6 separate regions of the Mus musculus genome follow, and regions 2, 3, 4, 5 and 6 are each linked to region 1. A link is a contact called in public ChIA-PET, Hi-C, HiCAR-type and HiChIP or PLAC-seq data. All regions are on one chromosome and are shown on one strand. The core of a region is the stretch at or near the end of the contact, and the rest is flanking DNA. Distances in the headings are between cores, read along the strand shown. Region 1 overlaps Gm31813 (a long non-coding RNA gene). Region 2 has its middle 300 kb from the start of Gm31552. Region 3 has its middle 82 kb from the start of Gm31610. Region 4 has its middle 110 kb from the start of Gm31610. Region 5 has its middle 160 kb from the start of Gm31552. Region 6 has its middle 130 kb from the start of Gm31610.

What was found. A called contact is a pair of places that touch in the nucleus more often than the background predicts. ChIA-PET counts read pairs in DNA pulled down with a chosen protein or histone mark. HiCAR-type assays count read pairs that join an accessible place to other places. HiChIP or PLAC-seq counts read pairs in DNA pulled down with a chosen protein or histone mark.
Region 2: a contact with region 1 is called in an RNA polymerase II ChIA-PET map of memory CD8 T cells, with 34 read pairs. The contact joins two enhancer-like sites. A contact is called at or near these places in 4 of 484 Hi-C or Micro-C datasets (the C10 cell line, CD4 T cells, bone marrow-derived macrophages and 1 more) and 1 of 115 datasets of contacts at active chromatin or transcription factors (memory CD8 T cells).
Region 3: an H3K27ac HiChIP or PLAC-seq map of heart atrium shows a contact between it and region 1, with 6 times the contacts expected there. The contact joins two enhancer-like sites. A contact is called at or near these places in 1 of 484 Hi-C or Micro-C datasets (cardiomyocytes) and 6 of 115 datasets of contacts at active chromatin or transcription factors (cardiomyocytes, differentiating embryonic stem cells, embryonic stem cells and 3 more).
Region 4: a HiCAR-type map of fibro-adipogenic progenitors shows a contact between it and region 1, with 2.6 times the contacts expected there. The contact joins two enhancer-like sites. A contact is called at or near these places in 1 of 15 datasets of contacts at CTCF or cohesin (pro-B cells), 1 of 484 Hi-C or Micro-C datasets (uterus) and 4 of 115 datasets of contacts at active chromatin or transcription factors (differentiating embryonic stem cells, embryonic stem cells, fibro-adipogenic progenitors and 1 more).
Region 5: a contact with region 1 is called in an H3K4me3 HiChIP or PLAC-seq map of embryonic forebrain, with 8 times the contacts expected there. The contact joins two enhancer-like sites. A contact is called at or near these places in 1 of 15 datasets of contacts at CTCF or cohesin (pro-B cells), 4 of 484 Hi-C or Micro-C datasets (cerebellar granule neurons, cerebellum, neural progenitor cells and 1 more) and 5 of 115 datasets of contacts at active chromatin or transcription factors (embryonic forebrain, embryonic hindbrain, heart atrium and 2 more).
Region 6: a contact with region 1 is called in a Hi-C map of neural progenitor cells, with 1.8 times the contacts expected there. The contact joins two enhancer-like sites. A contact is called at or near these places in 5 of 484 Hi-C or Micro-C datasets (cerebellum, cortical neurons, neural progenitor cells and 1 more) and 6 of 115 datasets of contacts at active chromatin or transcription factors (astrocytes, cardiomyocytes, embryonic stem cells and 3 more).

What each region holds. Positions count from the first base shown.
Region 1 is chr3:21,934,338-21,937,930 of GRCm38.p6, forward strand. The region is part of intron 3 of Gm31813 (a long non-coding RNA gene); the gene reads right to left. Among named protein-coding and RNA genes, the nearest start is that of Gm31813, 28 kb to the right of the region's middle. Within about 2 kb of position 1,699, at least 417 of the 459 cell types and tissues checked have an H3K27ac peak or open chromatin away from gene starts, as enhancers often do. A contact at or near this core is called in cerebellar granule neurons, cerebellum, cortical neurons and 7 more, where this site is marked.
Region 2 is chr3:21,124,363-21,128,419 of GRCm38.p6, forward strand. No RefSeq gene overlaps it. Among named protein-coding and RNA genes, the nearest start is that of Gm31552, 300 kb to the left of the region's middle. Within about 2 kb of position 2,004, at least 18 of the 459 cell types and tissues checked have an H3K27ac peak or open chromatin away from gene starts, as enhancers often do. A contact at or near this core is called in memory CD8 T cells, where this site is marked.
Region 3 is chr3:21,405,750-21,409,454 of GRCm38.p6, forward strand. No RefSeq gene overlaps it. Among named protein-coding and RNA genes, the nearest start is that of Gm31610, 82 kb to the right of the region's middle. Within about 2 kb of position 1,537, at least 11 of the 459 cell types and tissues checked have an H3K27ac peak or open chromatin away from gene starts, as enhancers often do. A contact at or near this core is called in heart atrium and pancreatic cancer cells, where this site is marked.
Region 4 is chr3:21,377,903-21,381,908 of GRCm38.p6, forward strand. No RefSeq gene overlaps it. Among named protein-coding and RNA genes, the nearest start is that of Gm31610, 110 kb to the right of the region's middle. Within about 2 kb of position 2,094, at least 21 of the 459 cell types and tissues checked have an H3K27ac peak or open chromatin away from gene starts, as enhancers often do. A contact at or near this core is called in fibro-adipogenic progenitors and uterus, where this site is marked.
Region 5 is chr3:20,984,710-20,988,800 of GRCm38.p6, forward strand. No RefSeq gene overlaps it. Among named protein-coding and RNA genes, the nearest start is that of Gm31552, 160 kb to the left of the region's middle. Within about 2 kb of position 1,507, at least 38 of the 459 cell types and tissues checked have an H3K27ac peak or open chromatin away from gene starts, as enhancers often do. A contact at or near this core is called in cerebellar granule neurons, cerebellum, embryonic forebrain and 1 more, where this site is marked.
Region 6 is chr3:21,355,530-21,359,342 of GRCm38.p6, forward strand. No RefSeq gene overlaps it. Among named protein-coding and RNA genes, the nearest start is that of Gm31610, 130 kb to the right of the region's middle. Within about 2 kb of position 1,757, at least 43 of the 459 cell types and tissues checked have an H3K27ac peak or open chromatin away from gene starts, as enhancers often do. A contact at or near this core is called in cerebellum, cortical neurons and neural progenitor cells, where this site is marked.

The DNA.
Region 1 (3,593 bases), core at 449-2,948:
AGCTTTCAACCACTGAAAACTCCAGCTTCAGTCGATCAAACATCTTCTCCTGACCACAATAGACCCTTGCACATACATACATACATACATACATACATACATACATACATACATACATAGAAACACCCATACACAAAAACAACAAAAAACCTGAGAAACCCCCATCTCAAGCAAAAACTGGGGATCACCTGGTGAAGAAGGACACTTGAGGTTGCCCTGTGACCTTCACATGTTGGGCCTTCAGACACATACACAGGAATATTGTTTGTATGACAGCAACTTTCACAGCAAATTTTAACTTTAAAAAGAAAAAAAATCTTGCTTTCGGCTGGCTAGAGGTTTCAACTAGGCCCCAAAATGAGGGTTCATTTTCTTCCTGACCCCATAAGTTCCACTTTTCTGCACGTCTCACCATTTCAGACACTTCTAGGGAGGGCTATCAGGGGGCCATCTTGGAGATTTTTTTGCCCTGACTCCTAGCTTTGTGCATCCCAGCTGTGGCTGGATTTGAGAAATGGCAGCTTCAGATTGCTCTCTGTCAAAGCATTTAGGGGGAAGTTGCCCTAAGGTTCTGAAAGGACTGGCTGCAGGAAGAGAAACCCTTACTAGTGAGAGGCTGTCTGCTCTGCTTCCTCCAGGGGAAACTTAAGGACTTTAGATCAGGCAGCTCCCTGCCGGGAGCAAGGGGGGGCGGGGGGGGGGGGGTGAGATCAGGCGAAGGAGGGCCAGCCCTTCCCCTTGTCATTCTCCAAATTAGGGCTGGCTGCCATTATTTTTTTTCCAATTAAAAATACTGAAGAGAACTTAAAGGAGACCAGTCCTGTGTCTGTAAATAAATAGCCTGTTTGGCTATTCAGAAAAGGCACCATGTTGCGTGAGTTATTGGATGTATTGTCTTTAATATGTGAATGTGTTCTCTAAAACAAAGTGGCAGCCATCTATACAATTAATTAGTATCAAAGCTCCTTTCATGTACCCTTCACAGCAAGGGGGAGAGAAGTAAACTACTTAAACGAATAAACTTTTAAAAAGAAAGAAAGAAACCTAAATAAATAAATAAACCCCTCACTCTAGGCAAAGTAACCCCCGGAACTTATGATAAAGAGATCTTAATTAACCCCAAATCCATCTACTCTTCTCTGCTCCAGAACCGAAACAGAATGCTAAGGCAATTTACTCGGAGAGCAGTTTTGCACCATAAATCTGGGCCATGTTTTTCTGTGCGTTTGCCCTGCAGTAAGCTTAAAGAGAAACTCAACCACCAAACAGCCTTGGAGGCAAAGCAAAGCCCTAATCACCCGCAATGGTGATTGCATAACACCCGCCTCCCAACCCCCACTCCTAAGCATCAAGAGGCAGGCTTTGGCTTCTGGTTAGAGCACATGCCTTTCTTTTTTTTGCCTGTGTGAGAATCATTGAAAATGCTCTTTAAGGACCAAAAGTCAGGGCACGTGTGTTTTCAGAAGAAATGGAGGTCACTTGAGGGTGACTTCTGAGTACATCCCCCAAGCCAAAATGAATCTGTATCGATATCTAAAGTGCATCTGCTTTTAGAGCAGAAGCCACCATCTGTTCCTAATTGGTGCCCTGGAGGTACTCCCTGTGGAAAAAAAGGGCCTGGCCGCAGCAGCCGCGCCTCCCCGGGGCTGCAGACTCCGCTCGGGGCCTTGCTGGTGCAATCGAGTGCTCCTCTCTTAGATAATGCCAGGTATTCTGGAAAGTAGCCGTGTAATAATACACAAACCCCTGATGATGTCAGCGTGTTATTGACTTTCCAAGTCTGAATGACTGAGCAGAGGAGAGGGGGGGTGGGGCGCCATCCATCCGGCGGCGCAGAGACCAGCCGAGCGAAAATGGGCTCACAGTCCAGCGGGGGAGGGGAGGCGCGGCGGCTGCCTGGCCAGGCTGGATGGATCTCAGCCGCATCAGGATCGCCTTCACCGAGTCAAGAGGGGGCCTGGGCTAGGGAGAGGGGGGTTTCAATGTTATGTTTAGCCAAATATTCCTCTGGCCGATATAACTGCTACCACCACCTACCTCCAAGCGCACACCACGTGGCAGAGCAGATTACAAAGCTAGCAGCAGTCACCAAGGTAGGGGAGGTTGGAAAGGCCTTGCCCCATCCCGCCCCCTACACTCCAACACGCACAAGATACTGTCCTCAATATCTGGAAAGCTCCAGGTCCCTTTTTCCTGTAGAGTTCTCTCTTCAGAGAGCCTCTACGAAACTGCTCCTCAGCTCTGGTGACATTTTGTGGGTCATGTTTTACATGTTTCCTTACAGGTACACAGTGTGGGCTCCTGTTCCCACCTTGCAAACTGACCATCGGGTACTCGGACCATGTTCAAGGCTAGGTTAACAATATTTGCATTGAAAGACCCAGAACCTCCCCTCCCCCGACTTTTGCTACCAACTAGGGTGGGGCCTGTGCCACCCAGCTGGTGTCTCCTTGTCTCTAGAGCCCTGGCTTTTCTTTTAGCACTCTCGCACATCCAGCATACCCAGCTTGGATCCTGGCTGTCCCCTGTCCCAGACCAGAAATCGGCTTCCCCTGCCCCAGGTGTGTGCAAAGGCCACAAGAGTCTTCGCTCTGGAAGGGGAGGGCGGGGCCTGTGCAGAAAGGAAAGCAAACTCGTGCTTTGGAGACAGGGGGTCTATTCAAGGCTTCTGAGCTTGGGCTCAGGGCTCAACCTGTTTGGTGGCCACATCAGTGAAGTTGGGACAGCCACTGTCCTCTCAGCAACTGGGGAGTCATACATCTAGACTTTGCAAAGGTCTCTCTGTCTCCCTTTTTTAAAATGGGCCACTCTTTCTTGGGAACATTGCACTTGTCGGGTCAGAGCCCCTGTCCCTGTTTCTGAAAACAGTGTACAGACCCTTGGATTCCTAAATTCCACCCCCTTCTGATGCTCCAAATCCACGAGGATCCCAAAAGAATCACTTAGTGCAGGGGGTGGAGACCACACTGGGCCTAGTTCACCCCACTCTCCTACCTTGCCCTAAAGGATTAGCCTAGGATCCTAATGCTGACATATTTTAATCCAATCAGAAGCCTTCTTAGGGAACTAGAAACTGGAAGTGTAAAAGACAACTCCCTAGGCAGAAACTGAAAAAAATTAAAAAGTTCAATGTGACCCCATTTCCTGGCCTAATGCAGGAGAGACCAACCAGTATGAAGACAGAGATAGTCAGAGAAGGAAACAAGAACAAAGCCGAGAAGCCAGCAGGTTGTGGGTCACAATTGTGACCTTGCTATAGCCCTCCCTGCCTCATATTCCTTGTGGCAGCCTAGTTTGTTTGTTTGTTTGTTTTTAACACATGAATGTCTCCTTATTGTTTAACTTAATTTATATCTGAGTTATATCTACCCACAACCCTCAAAGCCAAACTGCATTTCTTAATCCACGTTGCCCAAGCTCTCAGAACTAGCTCTTCAGACCTCGTGTGAGCCCCACTGTTTTGAGCTGTGTTCCCAGAGTGTTTGTGCCTCAGCCTTAACTCCCACAACCAGATGCTCAGTAAATCTACTGCAGATTGCAGGGGCCCGGATTGAATGGCAGGAAAGTAGCCCGATAGCTGTTGGAAGCCCAGA
Region 2 (4,057 bases), core at 754-3,253, 810 kb before region 1:
ATCTCAGGGAAAGGCACCAAGGCCTGACACTGTTACTGATGCTATGATGTGCTTGCAGATGGAAGCCTGGCATGGCTGTTCTCTGAGAGGCACTACCAGTAGCTGACTGGGACAAAAGTGGGTATTTATACCCAACCTTTAGACTTAAGTCAGGGACCACTATGTCTGAATTAGGCACAGATTGAAGAAGCTGAAGGGGAGAGAAACCCCAAAGGAAGATCAGCAGTATCAACTAACCAAGACCCCAGGGAGCTCTCTAAGACTGAGCCTCCCACCAGAAGCATACACAGGCTGGCCCAAGGTCCCTGACATAAATATAGCAGAGGTCTACCTAGTCAGGCCTCAGTGGGGAAATATGTGCTTAATCCTTGAGATACTTAAGGCCTCAGGGAAGAAAGAGGTCTGGTGGGGGGGGGCACCCTTTCATAAGCAAGGGAGGAAGGAATAGAATGAGGAAATGTGGAAAGGAGCACCAACGTCGGGGGGCATGACTGGAATGTAGATAAATACAATAAATTTATAAAATATCAAAATATACACACATTCTTACATTGGCATACTATGTTACATATGAAATATAATCAGACAGGAACAAAGTGATTGCTCAATGATGACCACTGTCTGTTCTTCCAGATTCAATTCACAGTGTCCATATCATGGCTTACAACCACCTTTAAGTCCAGTTCCTAGGTCTCCAACCCTCTTTTCTGGTCTCTATGTGTTTGATACTCAGAAAACCATGCAAGCAAAATACCCATGCACGTGAAAATAAATTTTAAATTCTAAAAAGAAATAATAACTAACATTGAGTGAGTTCTAAAACTGGCCAAGGATGTTGATTAGAGTAAGCATTGGAAGTGGACACAGGAGAGGCCCCATCACCCTCATTTTCCGTTACACAGTCCTGCAGCCAGTGCTAATCAGATTGATTGTAGTTGAAAAGACAGAGGTCCACACTGCAAGACACCTCTATCAAGATTATTGGCGGATACTATGGACCAGGTCAGAGCTATGCCTACATTTCTGTGTTGTTCTCTGCTACAAAACTAAAGCCATTGTCTGCTGGGTACAGATACTAAGCTTTCATCTCTCAGTTATCAGTGAAGATACCTTACCGCTGGTTCAGGAGTTAAGAAAAGCCTCTCTCTCAGAGGACATAGTCAAGTACCCATCCTTTCTGCATTGGGCATAGAAACTTAACAGTTCTTCTGAGACAAAACATACTTACTGTTATTGTTCCTCACTCTTTGAAACTTACTCCCGAGTATAATGCTATACAAAAACAAACAAACAAACAAATGATTTGGAGGATGGGGTCAAACCATGAGTGTAAAACCTTCATGAAGAGATTAGTGTCCTTATAAAAGAGAACTCAGACAGGTCAGGACTGGTGTGAAAGCACAAAAAGAACATGGCCTTATAAAATCCAGGGTCAGGCATGAGATACTGAATCTTCTGGTGCTTTGAATTTAGACTTCCTAGACACTATGAAATTCATTTCTATTGTTTAGGGTTCATTTGATTCATGGTATTGTTTCATAAGCTGAATTGAACTAATATAGAAAGCAAGACATTATCATGAACCTATCACCCTACACTCGCAGATAAAAAAGACCTGTCATTCCTGGAGGACAATCGAGAAGTTGCAGACCACCTAGAAAGACAGAGTGATGCTCTCTTCAATGGGGAAAGAGCAAAGAGGTATAGAAAATGCTACCCCACAAGCCCAGCCACATAGACCAGGGTAAAGCTAATGAAAAAAAAAAAAAAAAAAACCAAGAAAGTTTCAGGAAGATGGGGCATGCAGCCCAGTGGTAGAACATTTGTCTATTATTTATGATGGGGCTTTGATCCTCAATACTGAGACAGAAATAGAAGTTAGTTCTTATGCATCTCTAAACTGAGCAACAAGCAATAACTGAAAAATGTTCAGCATTGATGCTGACAACTGGTAAGAGGGAACTCCCCAGCCACACAGTGAAACCAAGACTACACATGGGTGGTAAACAAAGGAAGTCATTCTGTTTCCCAGGAAGCATAATGTGCCCCAGTTCATGGGTGCTGACACCAAGGTGTGAAATCTGTACCACACTGAGAGCAACACTTCAAAGCTCAGGCTAACTACTGATCTCAGTAAATCTACTCTCTACACTAAGAACTTTACTATATAGGAGCAAAGTTCTTTCTTAAACCAAGATGGTATTTATCTCAAACTCTGTAGGTCTGTCCCACTCTGATTTAGTCATCTAATCAAACATGATAAAGACTCAAATGAAAGGGAACAACATGATGAACACTAATTGTCAATAATGTAGTCATAGGAACCAGATAGAAACAGGGACTGGACATTGAAGAAATAATATGAGACTTTTAAAAAGTTGTTGAAAACAGATTGGAAAGGCATGGTGAGGCATGTGTTTAATCTCAACACTGAGAAGGCACAAGCAAGTGCATCTCTGTAAGTTTGAGGCCATCTAGAGCTGCATAGGGAGATCCTGTTTTAAAAAGAAAGGAGAGATGTAGGGGAGAAAGAGAGAGAAGAGAAGAGAAGAGAAGAGAAGAGAAGAGAAGAGAAGAGAAGAGAAGAGAAGAGAAGAGAAGAGAAGAGAAGAGAAGAGAAGAGAAGAGAAGAGAAGAGACAATGTAACACATTCAGGAGCCACTGAAGGTTATATGGGTAGAATGATGCTGTACTTAATAGTCAGCTACATATGCAAAGTGAAAAGGAGTAGACATGGGAAATATTTCCTCATGGGGCTTCTCAGAAGATGAAATGTTACTGGGAAAATAGTTGGTTAATTACAAGTCAGGTACATTAAGAAAGAAGATGATGAGAAAAAGAGAAAGAAGAATGGAATAGAAAAGACAAATGGCCAAAGGATATGTCTAAAGGGGTAATGATTATGGAATTTTAGTAAAGAATTCACTAACAATTTTCTAGATGGTGAGACATACTTACTTGGGGATAAACCCAAAATAGAGTATGGAAATTCATGAAAGGAAAGCAGTATAACTAAAAAGAGATGTGTGCAAATCTACAATTATAGCTTAGTGACTTCATTTTTTTCTCAGAAACCAGAGATTGGTAGAAGATATGTGGGGTTACTATAGGCCTGAACAGCATACTTAATTCTCCTACTATCAAGGATAGCTTTGTGCCAACAGAATCTAGCCTTCCAAAGTGTATGATAACATTAGGAAGGACAGGCCACGTTCTGCCTTATAAAATTATTCTGAGTTTAAACAAACTGAAAACACACATAGTAAATAAGCTGACCACAACACGTCCAACCTGTTAGTCATAGCAAGATATTTAGAAAAGTCTCAGATATTTGAAAATGGAAACAATACCTAGTACATCAGAAAGGAAGCCTCAAGGAAAATTAGAAAATGTACTTAATTAAGTAAAAAGTAAAAACTACATTTACAAAATGTTTTAGATATACATTTAACATTGCATATAGCTAACAGCATAACATAAGCAAGCATTTTAGTTTATTTTAATCTTTTTCGATTTTAGTTATTTTGTGTGGGGATAACAGGGTATATCCATGCCATACCATGTATGTGTAAGTCAGAGGATAACATGAAAGAGTCAATTCTCTCTTTCTACTATCTGAGTTCAATGAGATTGTTTCAGGAAAGTCTAGATATTTTACATAAATCTCCAGAATGAAAAGGAGAGGCATACATTAAATACCGTAGGGACCAAAGGAGGGACAATAAAGACAAGACGAGAAGTAAATGAACCTCAGAATACAAAGGTAACATGAAGAATACAACCTATAACAGCTACTGAAAGGTAAATTAAACTCCAAAATATTTTATATTCATCCAAAACTATCAGCAGAGGGGAAAGAAAGGAAATAAGGAAAAAAAAAAAACTCCATGTCATAAAAGGAAAGAATAGCAATACACATTCCTCAAACAAAATGCAAAACATAGAAAGAGGATATTATAAATAACTCTTTGGGCAGCAAATCTGAAAAAATTGAGCTAAAAGTTACTGAAACAAATTTATAAGCAGTATAGTCTATATTTATGAAAGAAACTAAAT
Region 3 (3,705 bases), core at 287-2,786, 530 kb before region 1:
TGCACGGAAACTTTGCTTTTAGGACATGTGAACTACTTAATAAAAGTACAATGTAAAGCTAATAAAATGGCAGAAAGAATTTTGAGAAATGAAGGAATTCCTCAGATGCTGGGTGGTATCATTATTGGTCACATTATTATGCTATGCCAGGGACTCTATTAAACTGTCAAGAACAATGCAAATACTCTCTACTTGAGAAGAGTGAGAGTTATCCCTTGTAGATATAGAAGGTCCTGATGATGTGACACATACCTTGAAGTACTACCTTCTCAACTATTGCTGAAACAGGATAGATTATCAGTTTTAAATGTTCATGTGTATACTGGGTCTCTGACACTCTCAGGGAAAAGAAACTTTGTGAAGGCATTGCTAAGATCCAGATTCTGAAAGCAATATTTTGCATGCAGTGACTTCCTTGTTAATTCTTTTCTTGATATCTATTCTTTAAGAAAAAATTACATTATTTAATTACAGAGACAGACAACTGGATAATGCACAGAGAGTAAGAGAACTGGAAGCATTCAGTCCTAATTGGTATGTCTTCATCACAGTGTTGACCTCGGGGCTCAGGGTGCTATGCAGAAAAGGAGGCAGAAAAAGCCAGAGGGAGCAAACAACACCAAGGAAACAGTGTCTTCCAGACACAACAGGACTCATGCACATAAGAACTCACAGAGTGAGTTGTGGCAGCAATAAGTCCAAAGCTGACAGGGTCCCAACACTGAGAAAGGTAAGTGGACACATCCCCCATCCCTAGCTGAGAAACTATCTCTATTTGAAAACTGCTCACAAAGGAAAAATTAGTTTTCTTCAATGGAGCCTCACTGGATAAATGTGTGCGCGCGCGCGCGTGTGTGTGTATGTGTGTGTGTGTGTGTGTGTGTGTGTGTGTATAACCTATACTTGAGGTCTGGCCCTATGCCCAGCAGTAAGTACATGTCCAACTCAAAATGAACTCAATGATATTTTTGGAGATCTTTTTGTCTCATATTTCTTTAGGCATTGTTTTTAATTTAATGATCTTTTGCATGTGTTTAATAGTTTCCATCTTTGTGGGGTATGTGCATGTGCGTTTTTCAAGCGTTTCTTTTCCTTCTTTTTTTATAATATTGGTTGGTTTGGGTTTTTGTTTGTTGGATTTTTTTTTTTTTTAATTTCTACAAAGAAAGATAAAGAAGGCCTGGAGTTAAATGAATGAGGAGTGGGGAGGATCTGAGAGGAGACATGAGAGGAGGAAATCATGATTAGAATCTATTATAAAAAAAAAAACCTTCATTCTTAATTATAACAAACAGAATTTATTACATCATTTATTGCATTGCAGTGTGAGTGGGATAAGCTGTGTGACCTTCACAATGTGTCTGTGGAGGTGAGAGCAGCCTGTGGGAGTCAGGTGTGTCCTCTCTTATGTAAGCGCTAGTAAGTGAACTCAAACTGTCAGGTGAATTCTTTTACCCACTGAGCCATCTATCAGCACAGAGGGCCACAAGGGCACAGTGATGTTTAGAGAACATAGTGCTGACAGGAATGTCTGATATGAGCCAAGAGAGCTAACCCTGGTCAACCAGGAGCTATGACTAAGCACAAAATAACGCTGACATCACATATCGGGAATCACAGACAGTGATGTAATCCATTACATAACCATCCCTGGCTTTTGTGTCTATCTATAGTCTTGGGGCACGAGGTAATCATCCGAACCTTTGCCTTCACATGCCTGCCTATGTGCATTTGAGTGTAGACCTGTATACATGGACCCTCTATACTAGCCTGAGTATGTGTCCATGCCCACTTTTTCGTGACCAATACTTTTCAAATTCCTGAGTGCTCATTGGCATTTGTCGGCCCAATGATATTTGTGTGAGTTAATAAAGTGTATCAACTGTATCATCAGAGGTTGGCAATGTCTTCAACCTCCCAGGATCCTGTGACCTTCCTCCTTTGTTGACATCAGAGTATGGACCCCATATCATCTCAGTAGCAACCCCTTCTGTTCGCAACTGTTTTATAAGCTCCTAGTGAAGTTGCACTTAAGTTCTGCTGTGCTCCCTCTATCAATCTGCAGGATGTCTCGACTGCTGATAACTATCTACTGGTCTGTCATTTAGTCTCATGTCAGAACATTTTCAGAAGTGCATAGAAATATATAGCATATCAGAGGCACCCATTTCATCTTTGCCCAGTTCATATATTGTTCAGAAGTTTCTGCAAGCCTCCTGAATCCTCTTCTCCTTGTACCTTGCACAGGAACACATGTCCCCTTAAATAGGGTGATGGTGTCTTAGTTTCTTTTCCCATTGCTGTGATGAAATACTCTGACAGAAACAACTTAATAAAACAAACAGTTTATTGTAGTTAACGGAACCATTCTGTTGAGAAGTCGTGATGTCAGGAGCTCCAGACAGCTAGCCATCCTGCATCTATGTCTAAGAAGCAGAGAACACTGAATGTGTGTATATTATACTCAGCACACTGTTCCACTCTACATATACTTCAGGATGACCCTGCCCCAAGAACTGTGCTACCCAGGATGGTGCCTTCCCATTTCAGTTCATATAATCCCTCACTGATATGTCCAGGTCCAGATGTAGACAACCTCTCATTAAGACTCTCTTCCCAGGTGAGTACAGATTGTATCAAACTGAAAATTAAAAGTAACCATCACAGTCATTCTATCAATTCTGTTCCTCTAGAGAAGGCTGACAAACACAAATCATATGGAAAACCTCCTTTCAGAAATAATCTCAACTGAGGAATGATAGAGCATATACCTGCAAAGAGATTACACTAGAAAAAAGCTTAACCTGATGCAGGTCCCCCTTCTGCTTTATCACTGAGCAACAGAATGCCTATAGAGGGAGCGGTCCTCCCAGGTGATTCTCTGCCACCCTGGCCAGTCTTCCCTACGCCATGCTGTGTGAATTCCCTCTCGCCTCGTGAATGACATCACTTCCACGTCAGTGCCAGTTTACAGAGTAAATATTTTGCTTAATAATACCAATCTTTTCACATCAGTTAGCCTGATAAGCACTTATAATTTGACATTAAATTCATTTTATCCCTCCTTTGGCCAACTCCCTATTTATACAACACTATTTGTACTACATACTGAAGAGATTCAAGTGTTCATTCTTATCTAGTGAGACTTCCATATTTTTATGTATAATAATATAATGATTTACTGAAGATACAGTAGTACACAAGACAAGCAATGCCTTGTGTGCACAGGATTTATAATCTAGTAAGGCAGGCAAGTATATCCCTAACTAATTATAACATAGAGTGAGGATGTTGTCTTGGGGGAACTAGACATTTCAATGGAAACTGAATTTTTTGCTGTGCTGTGTAATAGACTACTACCAAAACTTAGAGGACCAAAATACAAAGTCCTACTTATCTCAGTGTCTTTGGGTTAAAATCTCAGTTGTGACTTAGCCTTTGGCATCTGTCTGAAGACCTCAGGAGGTTGTGACTATGGCTTCCCTCAAGGACTCAGTTGGTTACAAGTCATCTTGGTTTCCCTGCTCAGTTAAGGAACTTTTTGAAGACCTGGAAAATATTTGCTTACAAGTATTCTGACATGCTTGCTACCAGCATGATCATTTCCTCCTGATCATCTCTATAAATTTTGACAGTGCTCTAACAATTGGTGATCTGAGAGCAATAAAAAGTGAGAGAGAATGCTGGAGATCTGAGCCAAAGTCC
Region 4 (4,006 bases), core at 844-3,343, 560 kb before region 1:
GAATTCCAAATTAGTTTAAATATTCTTCCTATGAACCTGCCACCTAGGAATGTGAGACCCTCACATTTCCACTTGCTGTAATGTATTATGCTGAATGTGATCACCTTGTATGGCTAATGCAAAGTGCAATGACTTCTGATACATGTCTGGAATAACAGGTTCCTTCAGTGTGAGCCTATCTCTTTTCCTTCTTCACTCATCCTCTAGAAGACATGATTAGGATAATGAGTTTAAAGCTGCTTTCTATCAAATACTGATTTCCCTCTTATGTAATTCTAACACAAATGGCGCTAAGAAAGGAAGAGAATGTGTGTGTTGTTTTAACCTTTATTTCCTGTACATGTTCTGGTTTGGTACAAATTTTCTTTTGAAAAGTAGATTTGAGTTCTCCGTTTTTATAGACTTATTTGTGTGCATGTGTGTGTGTGTGTGTGTGTGTGTGTGTGTGTGTACACATCATGCACACAGACACACACATGCTTCAAATATTAAATTAGATTCCCTGGATCTTGAGTTACTAGCAGTTGAGAACCACCCAAAGTGGGTTCTGGAAACCAAACTCATGTCCTCTGGAAGAGCAGCAAGCATTTTTAATTGCTGAGTCATTTCTTCAGCCCTCAATTCTCAAAATTTTTTAAAAAGCACATTCAGAGAAATCCTGCTGTCCTTCTCTACTATCCACTTCTTTCTATAAGAAACACTTACAGAAAATTTGGAGAAGAGTGCAAAATAGCCCCTCCTCCTCTTTGATACCTCCACTCCAATCCTTTAACTTCTGTTCTCTTAAATAAATGGACTCAGAAAATCATTCTGCCAGCATAAATAACTTCTGGCAGCTCCATGTGGAAGTATATGAGAAAGGACAAATAATGTTAAGAAGAAAATGGCTGGAAATGAAGCTCAGTTGATAAGGCACTTGCCTAGCCCTTGAAAAGCCCTGGATTAAATTGTCAGCATCACATAAACCAGGTATAGTAGAAAATTCTCATAATCTCAGCACCTGGGAGATAACCCTGGAGAGTCAGAAGTTTAAGGTCCTCTTTGACTAGAAAGTGAGTCTGAGGCCCTCCTGGGCTTTCTGAAACCTTGTCAAGAAAAAAAGTTGGAGGTCAAGCCACAATTGCCATGTTACCTACCTAAACCTAACCACAAAGTCCACTATGGTTCTATGACACATTATGATTTTGAAGATGTTCATAGACATTACTTCAGATGAAGAGTGGAGCAATATGACATAAAAAATTTATAAAGATCTATCTCCATGAAGAAATAAGGAAATGGACCAAGTGGTGCCAAGCACATCACCAGAAAGATAAAACAGAAAGAGAAGAATTGCTCTTTCACAATTGACTCAACCAAGAGAGGTCAACCAAAGCATCAACAACCAAAGCATTATTAGTTCCTAACATCACCAAGACAATGTGTGAAGTTACTCTATGTGATCATCAACTCATTTCACATTTTCAGTACTTATCTTTAGATCTCTATCAATATAGAATGTCCCTTATTTCTCCAAAAAGACGACTTTGCACAATGAACCTTAATTTTAATTCTCACTTAAAACAACTGAGCAGCACCCACAGTGCTGACCCTTTTCTTGTGTTATTTACCTCTTATTGCTTCATGTCTTCATGCTCACAGTCTATTAAGAGAAAGAGATTCAATCCTAATCTACCAAATGAAAACAATTGTTCTGTTCTATACAAAACCAACCACAAACCCCCACTCACTTGGAGGATGTTTGTGGACTAAAGGAAATGCTGTGCCTGATGTGGGGGAAGATTAAAATAAAAATGGTCCACTTTCACCACACTCTGGGGGAATGTGAACATCACTGAAGTTCTGGTCCTAGGTTATTGTAATCTGCTATCTTTTCAGTTAGATAACTTTAAGTTTATACTTTTGAATCATCCGGAGAAAAACACAGCATCATCTGTTTAAAACCAAAGCCTGCTGCTGATGCATTCCAATGTCCTGAGCTTTTATAAATAAATGCTGCCAATGTTTATTTCAAAATATCTGAGAAAAAGGGAGATCCAGTGGCTCTAGAAGTGTTTCCATTTGGAACCATGGATGCTGGCTCATCATTATCCAACAGTGCTGAGCCCCAGTGGACTATGTGGTACCTGCCAAATGTACAGACAGGCTGACTATGGAAGGAGAACCGCATTGCAAAACATTTTCCCTTCTGGTAAACCGCTGCCAAAAAATCTGGAAAAAATAATTTTTGCAATGCCAGGCTAAAAGAGCTTTTACTTTTAGAACTCATGCTAACAACTTTCCAAAAGGGAAATTTGTTTTAAAAGAAACCTGAAATTTTCTCTGTGTTTGGAGAGGACTTTTGAAAGACTGTAACTTTGCAAGCTGAGTTTATAATGATGAATTCTGCACTAATACTTGACCCTCCACAGAGACAGATGGAGTGGATTTCACCAAGTAAATGGTTGGAATGATCTTAATTTTTTAGGCCAAATAAATCTGTCTCTGTCTTTTGGTCCCTCTTTTTCTGTGTGTGTGTCTATGTTTGTGTCTCTGTGTGTCTGTGTGTCTGTACATGTGCCTGTGGAGACCCAAGGACAACCTTAGGTATTGTTTTTCAGGAATTTTCCACCTTGATTTTTGAGACTTGTTCTCACACTGGGACATGAAGCTTACCAGTTTTTCTAGCAAGCTAGCACTTGGTGGGGGTGGGGGGGGCTGCTTTCCCCTACCTTCTAAGACGTGGGATTACAAGCTGGGGTCATCACATCAGGATTTTGTATGTAGATGCTGGAAATCACACTGAAGTTTGTATACCTTCCCAGTAATCACTTTATCAACTGAGTTATCTTTGCAGAAGCTCAAAAATTGCGTTTTAGATTAAAATATTTCTGTCTATTATTAGTAACTTGAGTATATATTTTGACATATGGGTATTTGTATATAGTTTTACAAATATTGTTAGTGTTCTTTTTATGAGTTTAATTGAACATCATTCCATGTCCAAGACGGACAGTTCTCTATACAACTTGAGTTTCATTTTGACTAGTTCTCTGGGATATATGTACCATTGTTGATGCTTAAGAAAATACCAACTTGAGGGTTTCATTCCCAAATAGCACAAGGAGAGAACTAGCCTCCCAGTAGTGCAGACAAACCTGTGAGTGCAGGTAAAACTGACACTGCTGCTCAAAGTGACTCTCCCAGAACCCTCAGGACAAGCAATCAAGGAGCAGCCAGGGACAGGAGTCTTCCAGTTTCTGTCAACACCCAGAGCTGGTCCTGTGCCACAGTGCTACATAAACACATACCACCAGGAGAGAGCTGGTCTCCCAGGAGAGCCAATACACCTGCTGGCACATGTAATACCACCGCTTCTGCTCAAATTCCTGGGCCAAGAGGGACCCTCCCAAGGCCATCAGAACAAAAGAAGCAAGGAACAGCTGGGGACAGGATCCTTCTGGTTTTTGTCTACGCCCCAAAGCTGACCCTGTACCACAGCTCTTCATACCGAAATTCCTCACAGAGAGAACTGGTCTCCCAGGAGTGCTGACACACAGGCTTGCAGGAGGGACAAGGCATAGTCAGAGACAGCCAGACCAGCTAACATCAGAGATTACCAGATGGTGAAAGGCAAGAACAAGAACACAAGCAACAGAAACCAAGGCTAATTGGCATTATCAGAACCCAGTTCTCCCAACACAGTGATCACTGGATACCACAAGAGACCAGAAAAGCAAGACTCTGATTTAAATTTCTTGCTCATGATGATGAGAGAGGACTGTAAGAAGGACCTAAATAACTCCCTTTAAAAAAATCCAAGTGAACACAGGTAAACAGGTAGAAGCCCTTAACAAAGAAACATACACACATAAACACACACACACTTTAAAGAATTACAGAAAAACTAAAAATGAAATTAGAAACAATAAAGAAATCACAAAGGAAGACAAAACTGAAGATAAAAAAAAACCTAGGAAAGAGATCAGGAGTCATAAATGCAAGTATCATTAACAGAATACAAAAG
Region 5 (4,091 bases), core at 257-2,756, 950 kb before region 1:
GCTGGCCATGGCCACATGGAGAGAGGGGGAAAGGGAATGGGTAGAGAGGGGGAGCAAGAGGCAAGAGAGCAGGAGAGAGAGAGGAGGGGGCAAACAGCCCCTTTTATAGTGGGCCAAACCTACCTGGCTGTTGCCAGGTAATTGTGGGGAGGAGCATACCTGGCTGCTGCTGTGGAGTTTAGACAGAATATCAACAGTACCCATTCTTCATGGTGTGTGTGTGTGTGTGTGTGTGTGTGTGTGTGTGTGTGTGTGTGAGTGTGTGTTCATGAATCTGAACATGTGTGTGGAGGTAAGAGATCAACCTCAGAAGTGTTCCTGAGTTGTTAGTTCTTCACATTGTATTTTGAAGAAGGATCCTGAAACTCTCCAGTTCAGCTGGGCTAGCTAACCAATAAGTCTCAGTGATCCATTTGTGTCTGTTTCTCAGTGCCTGGGTTTGTAGCAGCATCATTGTATCCGGGCTCTTTTTGATGTGGGCCCTGGGAATCAAAGCCAGGCTTTCATAATTTAGTGGTAATAACTTTATAGATTAAGCCATATGCTGACCCCATATTTCTTCATATATCTTTCTGTGGTGTATGCAAAAGAAAACCATTCTTCTGACACTTATTCTTCATCCCAGGATGTTCAGAAAAATCACAAACTCTCCTTGATTGAGTCCTCCATGAGCTCAGTTTGGATTTTGAATCCAGGCTACTATAAAGGAGAAACAAGTCTGAAGGTGCGGAGGCAGCAACATCATCTGCCGTGCAGCACTTTGCCATAGCTGGCCCTCCAATTCTACCTTGACTTCCATTTCTACACTGAAATAGAAATGTAGTAATTACTATCCAAGGTTGAGTTCTTTCTGATCATCTTGCCACTTAGCAAGTTTTGCCCCATGTTTTTCTTCCAGATATTGGGTATGCAACTTTTGAGAAGAGTAACTAGAAACTTCAGGGCCTGTGAATATGCATCTATACACAAAGTTTTCTGTAAATGCACTGTTCATTTTGTGCAAACCTTCTGTTCATGTTCTATTTGATTAACGAGAATAATCAAGCATCTAAATAAAAATCATTGTGTGTTACCACTTGAGAGTGTTTAACCTAGTCCTAGACAGCTTGGGAGGCTGGCAAAAGGCAAGATGTACTGGGCTGGGGAATATCCAGGCAGGCACAAAGGGACCCGTGTGCCATTTATGCCAGTCCATTTTGCTAGGATGCCAGTTCAATCTCATTAGAGCAAGATTCTTTCCAAGTTGAGATGAAGTGTTGAAGAGGTTTAACAGTGGCTCCTAATTTTGAATGCTAAAGAAAAATCAGAGTGAGAAGGCTGCCTTCTGGAATCACCTTGAATGACTTGCCCATGGAGCCTCCTCCCAATTCTATTACTAAAAGAGCCATGTGGGTCTATTTCTCTGTGCTTTCCTCTTCCATACTTGACAGCTGGGAGGTATAGAACCTTTCCAATTATTTGTGAATCACTTGGCTGTTCCCCAGGTGCAATGCTGGAAGGTCTGGGAGATTTTATGTGCTAATCAGTGCTGATTTGGAGCAAAGCCAGCCCAGGGAGAGCTTGTGCCCTTTTAGAAGTGAAAAGCTACATTTGCCAAGGACCGAAGTTCGAGAGGAAAAGTAAAAGCTTTCTGAATCCTCCCCTTCACAAAATAAGAAACATCACTGACACCTCATTTAAGGACAACATCCCACTGTTTCTTCTCCATTTCTGTTTCCCCACTAAGCTTCAGTTTATTGCCTCATTATGTGCTGGGAACATGAAAGCTGACAAGGAGATAGAATTCTAGATCAGCAGTTTCCTGAGCCCATCCCCCAACTCCCTAAGTCCTGCTCCCCTCCTCCTCCTGGCATCCCTCTTCTTTTCTTCTTCCAGATCTCCTGCCTCCTGCCTGCAGCTCTCTTACTGCTGCCTGGCAACCGCACTACAGGGGATGTCACACAGGATTGCTTATTAGAGCTTCAGAGAAATAAACATGAAGGGAAACATTCTGGGTGATACATTAGAACTGCTATGTGCAAGGGCACAAAAGCCAGGTAATTCCAGGAGTGATACTTAAGTAGAATTTTGCACCATGGTGCCTAGGTCTTTCCAGGACTCCTGACATGGGCAGAAGAAAGTGGGAGGAGAAAAAAGATAAGAGGGCTAAAAAAGCTATCTATGGCTTTTAATAGATAGATAGCTTTTAATTGGCTATGTATTAATTATAACCATTATGTTGGCTTATACCTCAAGAATAATTATGTCTGAGCTTTAAGAACTTAACAAAAATGTTGCAGTCATCATTTGAAAGAGACAATGAGCCTGTGCAAAACCTGGCTCTGCAGTCCCCATGCTAATCTCCACTCTTAGAATTGTTGTGTACCTAGCTTTAGCAGGACCAAAGAGAGCCCAATCTAAAGTCTGGAAGGGGGCCAGGACACACAAATTCTGCAGGACCATTCGTCTGCAAATAATGAGAGTCTTTTGTTCTTCAGACATTTGCCCAGTTCCATTGCTTGCAGCCTCAGACACTGACTGAACACATTCTTTGTGCCACCTACTAGGTACAGTGACCAGAACAAAAGACCTGCTGAACTTCCTAGGTATCACATTATCACAGCAACTATTTGACAATTAAATTACTAAAACTCCAGTAAAGAACAAAGTAGTAAAGCCTGCATTCCACTCTGGGCTGTCTGTCTCTCTGCATCAGGAATGTTTTTTTATCAGTGCTCTTTTGGGTCAGGTCACATCTATTTGGCCCTGCAAGGGAAGAAAGGAAGCAGGTTTCCGCCTTGATAAGCTTCCTGCATTTGTGGCACAGGCAAGACAAACATGGAAGTGAAGTGTGAATCTCCAAAACTGTGGTCTCACCTTTAACCCAAATGTAAAGTCCTTCTGGGTCCCAGGTCCCTATCCCTTGACTCTTAAAAATTGCCAGGAATAGTGTTTATTTACTGGGTTAAGTTGACTGTAAATTTTAATGAAGACCCACTTTCTGAAATTCCCTTTCCCTTCATATGATATTGAAATCATGGTGCTACTGTGTGAATGGCCAGGTACAATGAGATGGCTTAATATTCTAATCAAGATGGACAGAGAACTACTATAACTTGGAAAAGGGGCCCTTCAGAAAATGGTGTCAGTGGTGAATTTGGTATGGGATTAGAATCAATGTCTCTCACCAAAGAAATTAGAATTAAGAAGTAGGGACTAGTGTCTGGTAACTAAATGAGGTTCTGTGTTTGGTGTTCTGAAATGTTCTACGTGCTCAGAATGTGCAAATAGAATAGAAATGGAAGAGTCAACTATCAAGGCAAACAGACAGGCCCAGAAGACATGAGCAACATGGTAAGTCCCAGCCTCCTCTTTATGTTTCAGCTAGCAAACTGGAATATTCGCCTCAGATACCGATTAGCACATTCTGAGAGTGGGTGGACTCTTCTATGCCCTGTTACAGGTGTGTGGTTACTGTATGGGGAGAACCTCTGAATGCCAATATTTCTTATCCTCAGCTCATGGTAACACATAGATATGGCAGACTGTAGGAAAATTGCTAGACTTGAGCCATGGCAGAAACCTAGATTTGAAAACTAGCATAGATAGGAATGTTTTGGTGTCTAGCAGAGAAAATCAAGTCTTAGGAACCTGCTTTTTCTCATTCATGAGCTCCCAATGAATGTCATGAATAACTTTTGTGAAAGTCACTGTTATTCAAAGGGACAAAGACAGATATGTAGGACACCCTTTGCTGTCATATGAAAGCACAGTTAAGAAGGAAGTGAATTGTTTCACCTTAATTTATAATTTTGAAAAATGATAAGTAACATTAATAATGTTATAATGGTATTTTTCACAATAATTAAAACTGTAAATCATATAACAAACTCTCTGTACCCCTTTGTCTCTTCTAGCTCCCTTCAATTCCTGATTTCCTAGTCTTATTACAGAACCCTCACCTAAAGCAGACATTTACCTTATCCACATATTAAAACAATTGAAACCTCAGCTTGAGTGTCGTGGAGAGTGAATAATATAAACGTTGCTGACATGAAGAAATGTCTATATTGCCTATGGATAAAGACAGGGCGTAGGTAATGTTGTGGGTA
Region 6 (3,813 bases), core at 507-3,006, 580 kb before region 1:
TGTTTCACAATGAAAACATCATTCTATAAAATTAACTGCATCAAAATTAAACTCAAAGAGTGACAGCAGGTCACCCGCAACCATAATCCAGGCAACACTGGCTGTTCCCGTGCTTGAAACCTAACGGAGGCCAAATGTGCTCAGGAAACAAGCAAGTCAACATGATTTACCAGCATTGTGACACAGTGATCCCCAAGCGTCCTCTAGCCTCATCCCTCATCATACCCTCTGTGCCAAGAGGGCTCCCATCTTGTCTAGTTAATCTGTGATGCCTGGCCAATGTTCCTTGCTATTCCCTTTGCTAGAATGAACGTCATTCATCGTCCTTCCTCTCTTTTGCTGTCATTCCTACTTGCATCTTCTTATATACATGGCTTAGCCTGGAAGTCAAACTGGCCTGTTCAGGCGGGTGTTGTTTTGTTTTGTTTGTTGTTGTTTTCTCTGTTCAATAATAAGGAAATTGAGCCTAGCTAGCATTGACATCTCGCTGATTCATCACTTCATTCACAGACCCATGTGCAGCCCCTGCCACATGAAGAGCAGTAAATAAATAGAATACCATTTTTACTGGTGGAAACCGTGCTATATAATTCTAAAACCCAAGCCTTATGGCATTTAATAAGGGTTGGTTTGGTATAAATAGAAAACCCAGTTATCGTTATAATTTTCAAACACTGTGCCCTTTAGTCAATTATATCCCCACCCTTTATTACCTACACAAATGATAATCAGGAGAGAGCTCCAGCATTCTGGCTACTTCCTGAAGTGTTCTCCCTTTGTGTTTGAAGTAATCTCCATAGCTATTAAAGGGCAGAGTATTTGATTGTCAGTGCTAGGGTTCAAAGTATCTGGACAAAGGATGTTGTGGACTTTGGACCCCATACATCTTGCTAACCCTCGATGGGTCTACACAGTGTCTGTCATAAGGACTTCCTGCGAAGTTCTCTTACAGTGGGCTGGAATCTCACAATGCTTAAGAGCTGAACTTCTGCCTGTCTTCTGTCTCCTAGTGTTATTAAGTGGACCAGGTGACATGGAGTCTCCTCAGCAACTTTTTCCATCTCCTGTTTCCTTTATACACTGAAAGGTCTATATTTGGATCGCTCCCAAAATAAGTCTTAATTGATTTTTTAAGGTGTTCTCAACTGCCATGGCAATGATAAGCAAATATCTCTTCATGAATAGCCTTCTGCAATTGACTATTCTTACTGAGTATAAGCTTCAGTGCTCTTTCTTCAATGCTTCTGCCTCTCTCTCTCTCTCTCTCTCTCTCTCTCTCTCTTTCTCTCTCTCTCTCAGCATATTTCCTTTAGTCTGTTAAAACTATAATTAATATATATTTAAGTATAAATATACTCCAGAAGAAAATAATATATTTCAATAGTGCAATTCTTCAAAATAAAAACCTCCTATGATTTTTATCATTAACAACAACAGTACACATACACGCGCACACACACACACATGCACACTAAAAATAGATTGTGTTTTCAAGGGTAATAGCTGTCTTATTATTGGCAGGATCTGCTACACGTCTGTAACCTCTTTTGAAGTCACCTTTAACAGTGTGTTTCATTATAAAAATTATTTTTCTCTCTCAGGAAAAATTATTATTCATCTTTGGAGAGAACATCTTGTCAAGTGGAGCTGTTCAACAAAACAAGGAAAACATCTCTGCCAAAGCACAGCAAATGTGATTACCAAGCCAAGGAGAAGCCCGTAATTAGATCATTTCCATGGAAACAACCTAATTACATGTGTAAAGCAGTGAGAGCCGAGCTGAACATTGAATATGCTAATACCATTGTCTATGTTGTAATGTTTCTGCTACTTAGCTTCTCTCAAATATAAAATATAAACCATGTAGATAAACCCCAACTCTGCTAAGTGAATAAAAACCCACAGTGCATTGGATGTGCATTGCAAATGAATGTAATCCTGGGATATTTAACTGCTTATAATCAACACACACCTATATCCTTAAATAACCAAGGATAAAGAATGCATTGTCATGTATACTAATAATAAGTGCACAGTAGCATGTAAGTCGCCAAATGTCCATAAGTGAGCATTCTGCAATTTCACATGGTGTAAATTTTATTTATAAAAACAGCTAATGAAAAAAACAATTTATTTTTTAAGCCATGCATTCTTTACTTATTCTAGGGAATTATTTTATGTCAGCAAGAATTAATCATTTAGAAGCCTGTTGAATTTTTTTTTAATGTTCCATGTGATCTATATTTGGGTACCCCAGTCAGAGGGGCAGTGGGAAGTTACACCAAAATGATTTCATTAATAGAAGAATGAGTTTGCCTTTTTAAATAATGAAACCTATACCGTGCTTCTATATACCTCTTAATATCATTCCCAAGTGTTTCTTTGAGTTAATCTCTTGAACACAGCTTTGAAACTCCAGCCTTGCTATCCTCAACTGAGCAATTTGACAGCATCTCTAACAGCCTGAGGCATCCACTGGTCTTCAGCTTTCCCAAATGTAAGAGTTCACTTATCTCCTTGCTATAACCAAGAATATGAAAGAAACAAGGAAGAAGGGGTTTATTTTGACTTACAGAACACCGTGGCAGAATGTTTCTTTAATCTAGCAACATAGAGAGAACAGGAAATGGGCTAGGCATTCCTCAGGACTTGGGAGAGCAGGCTCTGGTCCTCATCTGAACAGCACAATACGGCTGACCCTGATGGAGAGGGACAGGTGAGCTGGCCCTAGCTGGCCCTGCCATTGGCCTAGCATGAGCTGACATGGGCGCCTCCTACCAATACCACCCGAGGTGGTCGTTGGCGCTCTGGGAGAGCTGACCCCAGGGTCATGAGGATGGGAAAGCTGGCCCCTCTCCTGACTGGCTGTAGTACTCAGGAGATCAGCCCCTGTACTTCAACTGGAGAGCACAATGGAGCTGACTCTGATGGCATGGGCGCATATGAGCCAGCCTCAAGGTCATGAGAGCAGGAGAGCTGACCCTGTCCGGCTGATGGTCGCATTGGATGATAAAGTCAAGGCAGTGTTAGTTCATTCTGGTGGTGTGGTTCAGGAGACCTGGTGGGCTGATCAATTCAGCTACCACCCAGGCCCATATCCAGGGCTTTGAGTTGGCGGACCCCAACATCTACCTCATCTATGAATTACTGGAGCGTGTGAAATGGCTGGTCCTGAAGATTCAAAGCTGCAGGATCTCCATGACACAGGGCAACAACAAAGTAACCAAGGGTGGAGAGTGAATAGGAAGGGACTGGGAGATGAGTGGGATTTAGGTGCATGATGTGAACCTTACAAAAAATCGATGAAAAGTTTAAAAATAATCTCAGGCCATCAAGGAATGGCCATGTTATGGCAAGACTCCCAACTCCATCAGTTGGAGCTAAGTGCTCAAACACAGAAGCCTCTGGGGTTCATGTCACGTTCAAATCTCCCTGGTTTTCAGATGTAAGCATAAGAGATTGTCGAGGCTTGCCTGACTACCACTTATTCCCAGATGTGCATGATTCACCTTCCAACTGGTCTGTTTTTTGACCATCTGTGCCAGTGACTTTAGAAATGCTCCTTTCAGTTCTCTTCCCTACCTGTTCCTTACCACCACCACATAGAGGTAAGGGATTGTTCTGCTAAGGAAGATAGAGGAAAAGTGATAGGGAGGTGCAAAATGTTCTTTAACATTGTCCTCCTGTGTGCTTCCCTGAGCTGCTCTGTCCAGGGATACATTTATACACATAGAACCTCGAACTAAACAGAAAATGATGCATGGTGTGTGTAGCATGAGCAGGAAACTAGCTGGAACTAGCTAACTTTATCAA